2 separate regions of the Mus musculus genome follow, and region 1 is linked to region 2. The links are chromatin contacts, called in public HiChIP or PLAC-seq maps. All regions are on one chromosome and are shown on one strand. The core of a region is the stretch at or near the end of the contact, and the rest is flanking DNA. Distances in the headings are between cores, read along the strand shown. Region 1 holds the start of Zfp281 (zinc finger protein 281). Region 2 has its middle 56 kb from the start of Zfp281.

Region 1 (6,882 bases), core at 3,072-5,571, 54 kb after region 2:
AGAGTCACCCTATGCAAGGCCTACAAACGAAAGACTTTAATTGTTAATGTTTTCCCTTTCTCTGCTGGGCCAGCATCGGGGAGATGCCTCAAGAAAGTCACAGAACCCCTAGGTTGTCCTGAGTTTCAGACTTCTGTGTGGTCTGTGAAAGTCACAGGGCGGGGGGGGGGGGGGGTTGCTTGGTTTATAGAGTGAATCTGTCACATGAGAGAATAAACAGAGAAACAAGAAACCTTGAGATGGGAGCTGCCTATAGCCAAAGTCCATTTTCCTCTAGATCCTGTTTTCAAAATGAGGAGGGTTAAAAGAAGATTGTAATTTAAGCAGGTAACTGAGACAGAAGGGCAGTAAAGAGCTCCAGGTCTCCCTTCATAGTCTGCTCAGTTTACCAGGACATCATCATTCATTCATTCATTCATTCATTCACCTCTGTCTGCCTGCCTCCTGAGTGCTGATCTTAAGACCTGTACCACCACTGCCTAGCCCATGATTTTTCTCTTATTCTTTCCTTTAGAGAAACCTGACCTTGCGAAAACTATATCTAAGTTATATGAAAGGTCACAGATGACTTATTTGATTTCCAAACTATAGATTTCATGCAAACAGCTTGGGCTGCTAACATGGAAGCTGCAACAAATATTGTGCAGTGCTCAGGAAGCTTTGGTTACTGAGGAATTAATGTATTTCACACAGTAGAATATTCCTCATTCATCAATTGTTGCGGCCGGCCAGCAGCTCGCAACAATCAATAAAATCCGAGGGACCTGGGCCCAGTGACCTGACTCAGTGGGTAGAAATGGTCGCTCTTAAACCCAGTGACCTAATAAGTCTGACTCATGAAACCCAATGGTAGAAGGAGTGGGCTAGAGCTGCCACATGTCACTGTGTAAGAGGTGGTAAGGGAATTATGGGCAGAAAAGGTGGAGAGGGCTTCTTGGCACCTTTACTTACCTACTGAGCCACCTTGCTGGCCTGGCAGATCAGTCGTGTTCACTATCTTATATCTTATATAGTAATCTGTTTAGGTTTTCTTTGTTTTGTTTGGAGACCATTTCACCATGTAGTGCCAACAAGCCTTGGGCTCACTATGTAGCCCAGCTTAGCTTTGAACTTCTAGCACTGCTTGCTCCTGTGTCTAGAGACTTTGCAATTAAAAGTGTCTGCTACCACATCTGGCCAAAAAGGTTTAAAGGTGCGATTTATGGCTGGAGAGATGGATGGCTCAGCTGTTTAGAGCACTGGCTGCTCTTCCAGTCCTGAGTTCAATTCCCAGCAACCACATGGAGGCTCACAGCCATCTGTAATGGGATCGGATGCCCTCTTCTCTACATGTACATGCACATGCAGATTGAGCACTTATTTACAGAAAACAGATAAATGAATCTTAAAAGAAGTGAAGTATATTTTGTATTTTACAATTTTTTTTCTTATTTTCACTGGTCCTGTGAACTAAATCTATGGCTTCACATGTGCAACAAAAGGTCTCTAGCACCATGCTTTTTTTTTTTTTTTTTTTTTGCCAGTCCCGAGACTCAAACCCAGAGCCTTGTGAATGCTAAGTACAATACACAAAATCTCCAGCCCGAGAGATGGCTCAACAGTTAAGAGTACTGTCTACTCTTCAAAGGACCTGGGTCAAATCCCAGCACTCACTGGTTTGAAAATGTCTGTAACTCCACTTCCAAGGGCTATGGATACCCTCTTCTGACCTCCTTGGCACCAGAAATGCACATGGTACACATGTATACAGGAAGGCAAAAACAATCATGCACATAAAATAAAGTTTAAAAAAGAATCTAGCCTGGTGTTGGTAGTCTACACCTTTAATCCCAGCACTTAGGAGGGAAGATGGATCTCTGTGAATTCTAGGACAACCTGGTCTAAGGGAAAGAGAGATCTTGTCTCAAACATAATCTTTTTAAAAATTAAGTGTTTTTAAAAATATTCATACTTCTGGGTGTGGGGGCTTAGCCTGTGATTTCAGTACTTGGAAGGCAGAGATAGGAAGATTATGAATTGGGAATATAGTGAGACTCTGTTTCAAATAGACAATTCGCATTTATTATCTTTTTGAGGATTTATTTACTTTATGTATATGAATTTTTGCCCGCATCCATGTATGTGCCATGTTCATGCCTGCAGGATCCCCCTAGGTGGGTGTTGGGAATTAAACCCTGATCTTATGCAAGAAAAACAAATGCTCTTAACTGCTGAGCTATGTCCGCAGTCCCTATTACCTACGTTTATCTCTTTCGTTTGAGGGTTTAAAGGAGTTGGTTGGTTTCACTGGTACTGGGGTTCAAGCTTTATCCACAGTAGGCAACCACAGTATCACTGAACTATGTCAGTAACCTGTAGTGTTTAATCTTTCAATTATTTCCTAATTTTATAACTTCAAAGATGATAAGATATACTGAAGTTGCTGCTCCAAACGGAGTTTAGACGGAGTTTAGAAATATTAAGTGTTTCATCATCTAGCCACCTCCTAATTATTATTCCATGTAGTTAGGATACTATTTCTATTTTCTATCACCAAAGAATTGAATAGCACAACCAGTATAAGTGATGTGCTGGTGTGTTATCATATAAATGCTCAAGGTACGACTTCTAATGGTGAAAAACGGGAAAATAAATGGACGTTGATGAAGTGTGTCTTCTTTTGTCTGTTCCCGGGAAAGTTTATTTCGGGCATTTCCACTGGCGGAATGATTAGCGCTAACAGCTTTCCCCCTCCGTTTTATTTTACAGGGTCTCTTCATCTTCCTGATATATGGGGTATACAACCTAGAGGTAAGTCTGCTTGGAGTAGCTCAAGGCTGACAGCGTGAATGAGAGAAATGACAGGTTTCTTATCTTGATAACTGTAGAACAAAGTTGGCTTTCATATGAGTGTCCCACTGCCCTTCATGCTTGGGCTGGCTTATGTGCAGCCCAGCTTTACCATTAAACATGGACACCCTGAGTACAGGGACAGCCTCATTTCTCACTGGCACTGACTAATATTTTATTACTGTCTGAAGTTTTTGAATTTTCAGTGTTCAACGCTTAGCTATACCTGGTAGTTTCAGGAAATAATTTAACTGTAGTTCCATGGGGCTAGGAAGATACAATGCCTCATGAAACTATTCATAAAATACAGTTTTAAGGTTTCTGGGCAGGCTCAGAGAGGCCTGTGTTGGTAAACAATACACCGCTATGGCTTTAATTGCAAAATTTCTCAAGGAAGTTATTACAAGAAGTCATCTCGAGAAACACTATGAGAATATGGACGTGTGATTTCTTTAAGAAAACACACTATGTAAATAACTGTTCTCCAGGTCTTTTTATTAAAAAGTCTGTGGTGTATAAATACACCTAGGAAAGTTGCTGGTTTAGATTTTTGCATGCTCGCTGTGAATGCCTTTTATACATTATTAGGCACTAAATTAATATCTATTTGGTTTTGTCGATAGAACTTTTAATTTCAAGATTTTATCTAATTTCCCCCAACTGAATAAGGAACAACTTTTCAAGTTTCTAGGTATTCTATACTGGAGGGGTTGGGAGAGTGGGGTATGTATCCTAACAGAGATTTTAAACAAGAACGATGGCCAGTATTTGAGGCTAGTTAGTATTCAACGTAATAAGCAAATTCAGACAACTGAGAAAGTACGTGGCATTTAAATACCATCTGATGATGAAGTGTGTGTGGGCGTGTTTTACAGGACAGCTGCACCTGGGATTACACGTGGTTTCCCTTTGCGTAGCCTTCAGGTAGGCTGGCACTGAGACAATTTTCTGCAGCGGTCCCTCCTCTATGGCAGTCTCAAAGGCTCCTTCAATAAAGGCAAAGACAAGCGTTATTGCTGTCTCCATTCTGAAAAGGAGTAAAAGCTATCTGTAATCAATACCGTTACGAGTTTAAAGCTTTCAGGCAGAATCACAAGTACCTTAAGGAATCCTATTCTCTGTTTGATTTTGATTCAATACTTGGATTGCAAACACTAAAGTGAACCAAATGCCAATGTTCAGTTTTCAGTGTCTCCACCTTCCCTAACCCCTTCCTCTGCAGCTCCCACGCCACGCTGCAACACGCTCTCCTGGCGTCCCCGGACTTCCCGCCCCTTGGGCTCCACCTCCGGAGCGCCTTCTCCCTAGAAACCCTCAGCCACTGTCTGCCCCTCAGCAGGGCCACCAATCACGTCCCCTCGCTGCGGAAGACCCTCCGCTGTCCGCCTCCAAGTCCCCGCCCCTCCCACCTAGCCCCCAGCAGCTCCGCCCAACCGCCCGCTTGATTGACAGGCTAGCCAGGCGGAAACTGAGGCGCAGGCGCACGGGGCTCGCCGAGCGCCCCTCTGGTCCGGTCGAGGACTTCCCGGCAGACACCGCGCCGCGGCTGCGCAGAAGCGGGGAGGCTTTTAATTCCATTGTGGAGAGGACGGCGTTATTTTTATTAACTGGAGGCGACGGCGGCTGCGGCGGCGGCGGAACCCGTAAGTGTGGCCGGCGGGCCGGGGCGGGCGCGGGAGCGGCCAAGAAGGCCGCGGGGTCGAGCGCGCCGGGCCGGAGGCGGCGGGGCTGCGGACGGGAGCCGGGCGCGGTGCGGGCTGGGCGGCGGCGCGGCGGGTCCCAAACGCTGCGGTGGTCCCGGCCCGGGGCCCGGCCCTACCGCCGTTCCCCCTCTTCCCTCCTCTCCCTCCTCTCCGCAGCCAGGCCTCCTCCGGGGTATGAAAATCGGCAGCGGGTTCCTTAGCGGCGGCGGCGGTCCCAGCAGTAGCGGTGGTAGCGGCTCCGGCGGCAGCTCCGGCAGCGCCAGCGGCGGCAGCGGCGGCGGCAGGAGAGCAGAGATGGAGCCCACCTTCCCCCAGAGTATGGTTATGTTCAACCACCGGCTTCCCCCGGTCACCAGCTTCACCCGGCCGGCGGGGACGGCCGCCCCTCCCCCGCAGTGCGTGTTATCCTCCTCTACCTCCGCAGCCCCGGCCGCTGAGCCCCCCCCTCCGCCAGCCCCGGACATGACTTTCAAGAAGGAGCCGGCGGCGTCAGCCGCGGCCTTCCCTTCGCAGAGGACCTCCTGGGGATTCTTGCAGTCCTTGGTGAGCATCAAGCAGGAGAAACCTGCGGATCCCGAGGAGCAGCCGTCCCACCACCACCATCACCACCACCACTATGGGGGGCTGTTCGCTGGGGCTGAAGAGCGATCACCAGGCCTAGGAGGAGGGGAAGGGGGGAGCCACGGCGTCATCCAAGACCTCAGTCTTCTGCACCAGCATGCCCAGCAGCAACCGGCCCAGCACCACCGCGATGTATTACTGAGCAGCGGTAGCAGGACTGATGAGCACGGCAACCAGGAGCCAAAGCAGGACGCTAACGTCAAAAAGGCAAAGAGGCCAAAGCCAGAATCTCAGGGAATCAAAGCCAAGAGGAAGCCAAGTGCATCTTCCAAACCTTTGGTTGGAGAGGGAGAAGGTGCCGTCCTGTCCCCAAGTCAGAAACCTCATATCTGTGATCACTGTAGTGCTGCTTTCAGGAGCTCCTACCACCTGCGGAGACATGTCCTCATCCACACGGGCGAAAGGCCTTTCCAGTGCAGCCAGTGTAGTATGGGTTTCATCCAGAAATACCTACTGCAGAGACACGAGAAAATTCACAGCAGAGAGAAACCCTTTGGGTGCGATCAGTGCAGCATGAAGTTTATTCAGAAGTACCATATGGAGAGACACAAGAGGACACATAGTGGAGAAAAGCCATACAAGTGTGACACTTGCCAACAGTATTTTTCAAGGACTGACAGATTGTTGAAGCACAGGCGCACGTGTGGTGAAGCCATAGCAAAAGGAGCCGCTAGTGCAGAACCTGGGTCATCAAACCATAACAGTATGGGTAACCTGGCTGTGTTGTCTCAGGGAAATACAAGTTCCTCAAGGAGAAAGTCGAAGTCGAAAAGCATAGCTATTGAAAATAAGGAACACAAGACTGGCAAAACAAATGAATCACAAATGTCAAACAATATAAACATGCAGAGTTATTCAGTAGAAATGCCTACTGTGTCTACCAGTGGGAGCATAATTGGCACTGGAATAGATGAACTGCAGAAAAGGGTGCCAAAATTGATCTTTAAGAAAGGAAGCAGAAAGAATGCAGATAAAAGCTACCTTAATTTTGTGTCACCGTTACCAGACGTAGTTGGGCAGAAATCCTTGTCTGGTAAGCCAGGTGGCTCACTTGGCATCGTATCGAATAATAGTGTGGAGACCATTAGTCTTCTCCAAAGTACAAGTGGCAAGCAAGGCCCGATAAGTAGTAATTATGATGATGCCATGCAGTTTTCAAAGAAGAGAAGATACCTACCAACTGCCAGCAGCAACAGTGCCTTTTCTATCAATGTAGGACACATGGTCTCCCAGCAGTCAGTCATTCAGTCTGCAGGGGTCAGTGTTTTGGACAATGAGGCGCCATTGTCACTTATTGACTCCTCAGCTCTAAATGCTGAAATTAAGTCTTGTCACGACAAGTCTGGAATTCCTGATGAGGTTTTACAAAGTATTTTGGATCAGTACTCTGGCAAATCAGAAACACAGAAGGAGGATCCTTTCAATTTAACAGAACCACGAGTGGATTTACACACCTCAGGAGAACACTCTGAATTGGTTCAAGAAGAAAATTTGAGCCCAGGCACCCAAACACCTTCAAATGATAAAACAAGCATGTTGCAAGAATACTCCAAATACCTCCAACAGGCTTTCGAAAAATCCACTAATGCAGGTTTTACTCTTGGACACGGTTTCCAATTTGTCAGCTTGTCTTCACCTCTCCACAACCACACTTTGTTTCCAGAAAAACAGATATACACTACATCTCCTTTGGAGTGTGGTTTTGGCCAGTCTGTTACCTCAGTGCTGC
Region 2 (7,046 bases), core at 3,696-6,195:
TTGCTTTTGTGAGCAAGGATTTTTGTTTTATTAGCTGATCTACTCCATTTCTAAAGCAATAGCAAGGTGTAGAACCCAATAAACATCTATTAGTTTTTTGTTTTGTTTTCTTTCTTAACATATGGGTATTTATTGAAAACATTCATCAGTCCCTGTGACCATACAAAGGGAGATGGCTTTTATGAGAATGTACATTGTTTGAACTTTGCCATTTCTAATAGACACAGCTGGGCTGAGCACTGTGCATGAATAACTAGAACTCAGAGTATCTGGGCACTGAGCAAATGCATAAACTCAGCTGGGGAGCTAGGAGCCTTGGCCATATCCCCAACCACCCACCACCACCACCCACACCTGCCCTCACTAGCAGGGAGGGCCTGCCACACCTTCCCAGGCTGTGTGGCCTCGGGGGAAAGTCCCTGAACTCCAGGTGTTCTCATTCCATATAAAGGAGGCACAAAATTCCTGGAAAGTTGGAGCTTATGTTACTGCATCTTTGCTAGAAGATCTTCTCAGACAAGAAGCTGGTAGCGTTTAGTCTCTCAGAGGCTGGAGAAGGCCATGGAGGGTCTGACTACACAAAACCTGAAACAGAATTTAAGGTCCTCGGCTACTCAGTGAGTTGGAGGCTAGCCTGGGACACATGAGACCCATCTCAAAAACAAAGCAAAACAAATCCAACCGATCAGTTAAAACTTGCTTCCCTCCACTAAAAAGTACTAGAAGTTCCTCAGGCGCCTAGAAGTTAGAAGAATTACTGAGATCTGCTCAGAGAACTCTTTTAAATTAAATGGGAGGAGAGAAAGGTGTGAAATAATATATAATCCTTAATCCTTCCTAGCAGTACATAGAGAAGTTCCTGCATACTCCAAAGTGAAGGGGCATACCCTTGGCAGAGATGGCTCATTTCCCTGTTTCCTGCTGACTATAATGGCTGTAAGTATTCCAGACAACGCGCCATTGTAGGGACTCCGAAGTTCGCCCTTGAGCCTTCTGTGGTGGTTTGAATAGTTATGGTGTTTGAATGCTTACCCCATAGGGAGTGGCACTATTAGGAGGAAGTATGTCACTGCTGGGGCGGGCTTTGAGGTCTTAGATGCTCAAAGTAGGCCTAGCATCTCAGTCACCTCCTGCTGCCTGTGGATCAGGTTGTTGAACCCTCAGCTCCTTCTCCAGCACCAGGTCTGCCTGCATGCTGCCATGCTTCCTGCCATGATGATAATGGACTGAACCTCTGAAACGGTAGGCCAGCCCCAACTAAATGTTTTCCTTTATAAGAGTTGCCATGGTCATGGTGTCTCTTCACAGCAATAGAAACTAACTAAAGCACTTTCTTAATGCGATGGTTTCAGATACCAGTTTTTTCCAGTCAATGTGCAGATTTTCTGTTTAACAGCTTTAGGATCATTGAAGTCTAAAAAATAGGTCATAATACCTAGGGGGGTAGGGGGTGGGAGCACCATACGACTTTAATCCCAGCACTTGGGAGGCATAGGCAGGCGGATCTCTAAGTTTGAGACCAGCCTGATCTACAGAGTGAGTTCCAGGATAGCCAGGGTTACATTAAGAAACCTGTCTCAAAAAAAATTACCACCCCCCCCCTGCCAAAGTCATAATATCTGGGATGTTTTATCTTGATTGTCAACTGACAAGATCTAGGGTCACCAAGGAGACAAGCTCTGGGTGTTGTGATTATCTAGATTAAACTAACTGAAGTGGGAAGACCCACCTTACTTGCGCTTGGCATCATTGCATGAGTTTGGGTCTTTGACTGAATGTAACGAGAATGCGAGGTAAGCTTCGGTCATTGTAACTTCCCCATCATGATGCCTTAAACTGTGAGCCAAGATAAGTTTTTCCCACTTACATTGTATCTTGTCTTGAATTTTGTCAAATCCGTGAGGAATATAATTTACTATCTAGTGCATTTTAATTAATGGTTTTGGAAACAGGGCTTGGCTGTGTGGCTAGGCTACCCTTGATCTTGTGACCCTTCTTCCTTGTGCCTGAGTTAGAAAAATTATCACGCTAAAACAGTGGTTCTCAACCTGTGGGTCGTGGACTCTTTAGGATCCAGTACCAGATATCCTGCCTATCAGATATTTGCATTACAATTCATAACAGTAGCAAAATCACAGGAAGTAGCAGCGAGATCATTGTATGGTTGGGGGGCTCACCATGACATGAGGAACTGTATTAAAAATGGTCACAGCATTAGGAAGGTTGAGAACTGCTGCTCTAAAAGAAACTTCTCAATTAGTGGCCACATTCCATTGTGATTGACTCACCAGGCATAATGTTTTCCAGAACTTCCCATGTTGTAGCATACATCGTTCTTATTTATGAATGAGTAATATTCAATTTGGATGGCTATATCACATTGTGTTTATTCATTTTTGTTGACGGACATTTGGACCGTTTCTGCTTTGGACTACTATAAATAATGCCACCATGTACATTGGATTCCATGTCTGAATATATATTTTAATTTCTTGGGTATATATTGGGAGTGGATAGACCGTATCATTAACTCACTGTTTCACCTTTGGAGAACAGGCGCACTTTCTACTTTTTAAAATTACATTTATTTATGTGTGTGTGCAACTTCTGTGAGCCATGGCACATGTGTGCAAGTCAAAAGGCAACCTTTGGGAGTCTGTTCTTTCTTTCTATCATGTGGATCCTGGGATCAAACTCTGGCTCTCAGTGACGAGTGATTTACTGACTGAGCCATCTCTCTAGCATATATATATATATATGTATATATATGTATATGTGTATATATATAATATATATATGCTTCAGCACTGCAGTTATATGTATGTATACATTTATACATGTGTGAGTGTGTGTATTCATATACATATATAACTGCACACTAAAGCAAACATTTTTGCAGTAAAGAAAGGCATTTTATAGGTGCTATAGCTTTCCAACAAGTTTCTCGACAGACCTCCTGGACTCCACGAGATGGATAATTTGCCCACCATCTCAAAAATAGTTGTCAGGGAGAACCCAGAACAAGGAGAGGAGAAACAGGGGAGACAGAATGAAACTATGTGCTTCTGAGGTAGGAACAGGTGAGCTCTCTGAGAGGCTGTCCAGTCTCACACCCAAACATTGCTAATGTGTTTGTAGTAAAAGTTTTCTGAGTGTTTCTCTCAAGTGCTATAAAGGTAGTGGGGTGGAGTGCATCCGGTCTGTGTGTAGGAGAGACATTGTGTCATCAGCTGTAGCCCATGCTGCAAAGTAGCCCGGAAAACAACTCACTTCATGTGTAGTGGAATATCTGATGAAAGTGGGCATCACCTGGGAGCTTGTGGCTGTGGTTTGAGCATTGAACCCACAATGCTCTGCATGTTAGGCAAATACACTTGTCCAGGAAGGTAACGGTTACCCCTCATCTGGGAGTTTTAGAAATGGTCAGTGTTATTCTCATGGGTTTCCTCTGAGGCAGAGCCTGAGAGCGGATTTTAAAAGTGAGTTAGGAAGCTTGCGCATGCGCATGCGCACGTGCACACAAGCACGGCTGCTCGAACTCTAAGGCAGAGCAAGCAAAATGAAGTGTTCTAGTAAATAAGAGATCGGAACCTGTCTCTTTGGAGCCCTCATCCAGAAGCCACACTATTTTAGGCCACGGAGCCCAGCTACTGGGTTCTGTGAAAATTTCTAGGTTGAACAGTCAGTCTCAAGCGGAACTGAGTGAAGTCTAAAGGCAACGGGGCCTCTTGGGATCCTTAAGCTTACAAAAAATTCCCTGGTCTCAGATTTGAGGTTGACTCTAGAAGTGAGTGCTCTGAATCTGGCCACGAGTCATCAGAGAACTGACCCATCTTTTTCAGTGCTTGCTAATTATTCGGACCAGATCATGGGGCTCTGGGACTTCCGGCTTCCTTGTACTTCAGTGACCTTTATGTGTCCCGGTGACTGCCTTTAGCTTGCTAACTGCCGTCTGTGTTTCTCTGAGCCTACTCAATAAAAAGAGTTAAGAATAAAATAAAATAAGCCAAATGCACCCCTTTAAACCCTGCAGAGGCGGGCAGAGCGCCCTGAGTTCAAGGCCAGGGTAGTCTTCATAATGAGACCCTGCCACGACAAAAGAAAACCAAAAAAGAGTTCCCCAATCCATCATTCCTGGCTCAAAGATCTAAATGGCGTCTTGCCACACTCAGCATAATTCAAGTTCCTCCAGCCCCACAGACTTTGCCCTCCCGGACTCTGGAGTCGGACTCTGCAGTCGTCCAGCTTTGTTGATCTTTGCCTCCCCTGGGCCTTTGCACTTGCTGTTCGCTCCATTTGGAGTGGTCCCCCGCCCCCACCCCCGCCCTCTTCCCACCCCGCCCCAGAGGACCAGTTGCTGTTTTTCTCTGCTGTGCCCTGCATGGGATTGTAAATCTTTCAAATGCAAAGACCCTTTACCCGCCATCCCTGCTACCTTCCTGGCATCTAGTAAAGGCAAATGCACTTAGGAATTCCTTGGTAGCACACTTAGTTATATGAATGAGCAAAAAATTGGAGGAACAGGACATGCTAGAAACAAGCGCCCGCCCGAGTTCTCCGAGCAGGTAACCCAAAAGAGCCGAATCAGCATATGGAGTCTGATGTGTTTCTTGCGGTGCAGAGAGGCGCACGAAGTTTACGCTTGTGCAAGCAGATCCTCCAGAAGTAATTTTCTCTTTAGAGAGGTGCCGTACACAGGCTCAGCAGTAAATCCACAGTATTTTTTTATAAGAAAATAAAAAGTGGAAATCATATGAAAAGTGGCAACCACCCACCGGTAGCCCCCATCTTCTTTGGACGACGCCATGACATTCCCCTCCCCCACCCCAGGCCCAGTGGCGGGTCTAACTAGCAAGATCCCCGGGGAAGGACAAAGGTAGTCGGAGTTCAGGCTAAAGCGGCCTTTGTTTTGTTTATCTCGCCCTGTACATGATAGAAGGCTTTGCCTTGTAACCCACAATCGCCGGGGCTCAGAAAACCGCCCTGGTGTCTTGGGTGGGTCACCCGCTCAGAGATGGTGAGGTTGGATTTAGAGGCTTGGCTTCAGTCAGTTTCTTATCTCCCTCCGCATCCCTTTCCAGATGCTTTCTCCTCTGGCATTTCTTCCGCTTGGTGCTCTGAAATTGCTCCTCGTCACTCAAAAACTGCTTCTGCTTGGCCTCGGTGCTTCTGTTTCGTTTTTCTTTAGAAACCAATCCTCACACTAGGTTACTTGGAAATACACAAAATAAGGAAGAAACAGTCACTCCTAGAGAATGAGCCACAGTGATTTCTATTTTTCCTGGGCTGGAAAAACGTCAGTATTGTACCACTTTTTCCCTTGTGATTATGAAAAACAGTGTATCCTTAGTGTAAAGGTTTTGGACTATGAAGACTTCCAATGGAGCTCATAATGGAGAAGGACTTTTCACTTTGTTTCCATTCTGGAATTACAGACGTGTTCCCCCACACCCGGCCTATTGTGAGTTTTTGGTACTTAGTATTTCACCTTCACACACAGGGAAACCATAAGCTTGATTGCCCTTGGAAGCCAGGTGAAACAGGATAAGAAACCTATCCCAAAGCCTACGTTTGTAGTTTCTCGGTACCGGCTCTATCTTGTGGTGTGGCTCAGAACCCACGAACATTGGGGCAGAGGAGCAGACTGAGAGAGAGCAGGTGTGTGTGTTTGCTGAGGACAAGGGAAGAAGCGGGAGGCAATTGTGCAGATACCCAGGGTGGAGAAGGGGAGAGAATGGGGGATGGGTTCGGTGTGCATAGTTGGTCCAGAGGCCGTGGCTTGTAGGCAGCCCCCCAAAATGCTTGTTAGAACTAAGGTCCTGCCGGGCATGGTGGCGCACGCCTTTAATCCCAGCACTTGGGAGGCAGAGGCAGGCGGATTTCTGAGTTCGAGGCCAGCCTGGTCTACAGAGTGAGTTCCAGGACAGCCAGGGCTGCACAGAGAAACCCTGTCTCGAAAAACCCAAAAAAAAAAAAAAAAAAAAAAAACTAGGGTCCCTGTCCTGTCTCAGGGACCCTCGCGTGCAGCATCCTTCTCAGGGTCTAACAAGACTATCTTGCCCGTCCAGTTCCAAACAGATGAAGCCGGGAGATCCCGGGCTTCTCACTTAGAGCTGACACCTGCTGTCCAGGTGCTAAAGAGAGCGTGTGCTTTTGTGACCAACCGCTTCACTGGACCTCCGCAGGATGTCCGGCTCTGCCCCAGCTGGAATAGCCAGACTTAAGCCTGTTACTGTCATGCATCTCATAAGGATGACTTTGGTCCCTATAAGAAGGTAGTCTCACAATATTACACTCTTAGTGATATAGCAGCTATCCTAGTTTATGCAGACTGTGACATAATGATGAAATTGCCCGACAGCACAATTCTTAGTATTTATCCCCATTGTTAAGTTGCAGGACTCTTTTGTTTATCCCATTTGGGGGAAAAAAAAAACCAAAAACAACAAAAAATAAAAAGCTGCATAGTGAGACAATGGGAGGGGGGATGGGCGACCCCAAACCATCCTCCACAAAAAGAAAAATGTTATAGGAATTGAACATAGGTTCACTAAACCATCTTGCCAGCTCCTAACTTTGTAATTTTATTTATTTATTTATTTATTTATTTATTAAAGATTTATTTATTTATTATATGTAAGTACACTGTAGCTCCAGAAGAGGGCGTCAGATCATGTTACAGATGGTTGTGAGCCACCATGTGGTTGCTGGGATTTGAACTTCGGACCTTCAGAAGAGCAGTCGGGTGCTCTTACCCACTGAGCCATTTCACCAGCCCCTAACTTTGTAAATTTAATAGAGACTGTTTTGAAGTAGAAAATATTGTAAAATATGTGAAGTAAGTCAGTTGATTGCATTTTGCAGTGAAAACTCTGTTGTACATTAAGAAAATATTCAAAAGAAGCCAATGAGAAGATGACTGAGATTTACTGGTTGTTTTCCTGGCCAGCTCTGCACTCTCCACACACACACACACACACACACACACCACACACACACCACACACACACACACACACACACACACCACACACACACACCACACAC

The links. HiChIP or PLAC-seq counts read pairs in DNA pulled down with a chosen protein or histone mark.
Region 1: an H3K4me3 HiChIP or PLAC-seq map of embryonic stem cells shows a contact between it and region 2, with 7 times the contacts expected there. The contact joins the promoter of Zfp281 here to the enhancer-like site in region 2. A contact is called at or near these places in 12 of 39 promoter capture datasets (the 3T3-L1 cell line, 3T3-L1-derived adipocytes, the C10 cell line and 6 more), 2 of 15 datasets of contacts at CTCF or cohesin (CD8 T cells and the NIH/3T3 cell line), 62 of 484 Hi-C or Micro-C datasets (the 3T3-L1 cell line, the AML12 cell line, B cells and 31 more), 34 of 115 datasets of contacts at active chromatin or transcription factors (the 3134 cell line, CD4 single positive thymocytes, CD8 T cells and 19 more) and 4 of 9 other capture datasets (adipose tissue, embryonic stem cells, liver and 1 more).

The regions. Positions count from the first base shown.
Region 1 is chr1:136,620,580-136,627,461 of GRCm38.p6, forward strand. It overlaps Zfp281 (zinc finger protein 281), which reads left to right and starts at 4,322. Exons shown (of 2, transcript NM_177643.4): 1 at 4,322-4,472; 2 at 4,693-6,882. The coding sequence starts at 4,707.
Region 2 is chr1:136,565,561-136,572,606 of GRCm38.p6, forward strand. No RefSeq gene overlaps it. Among named protein-coding and RNA genes, the nearest start is that of Zfp281, 56 kb to the right of the region's middle. Within about 2 kb of position 4,946, at least 32 of the 459 cell types and tissues checked have an H3K27ac peak or open chromatin away from gene starts, as enhancers often do. A contact at or near this core is called in the SCID.adh cell line, embryonic stem cells, extraembryonic endoderm stem cells and 3 more, where this site is marked.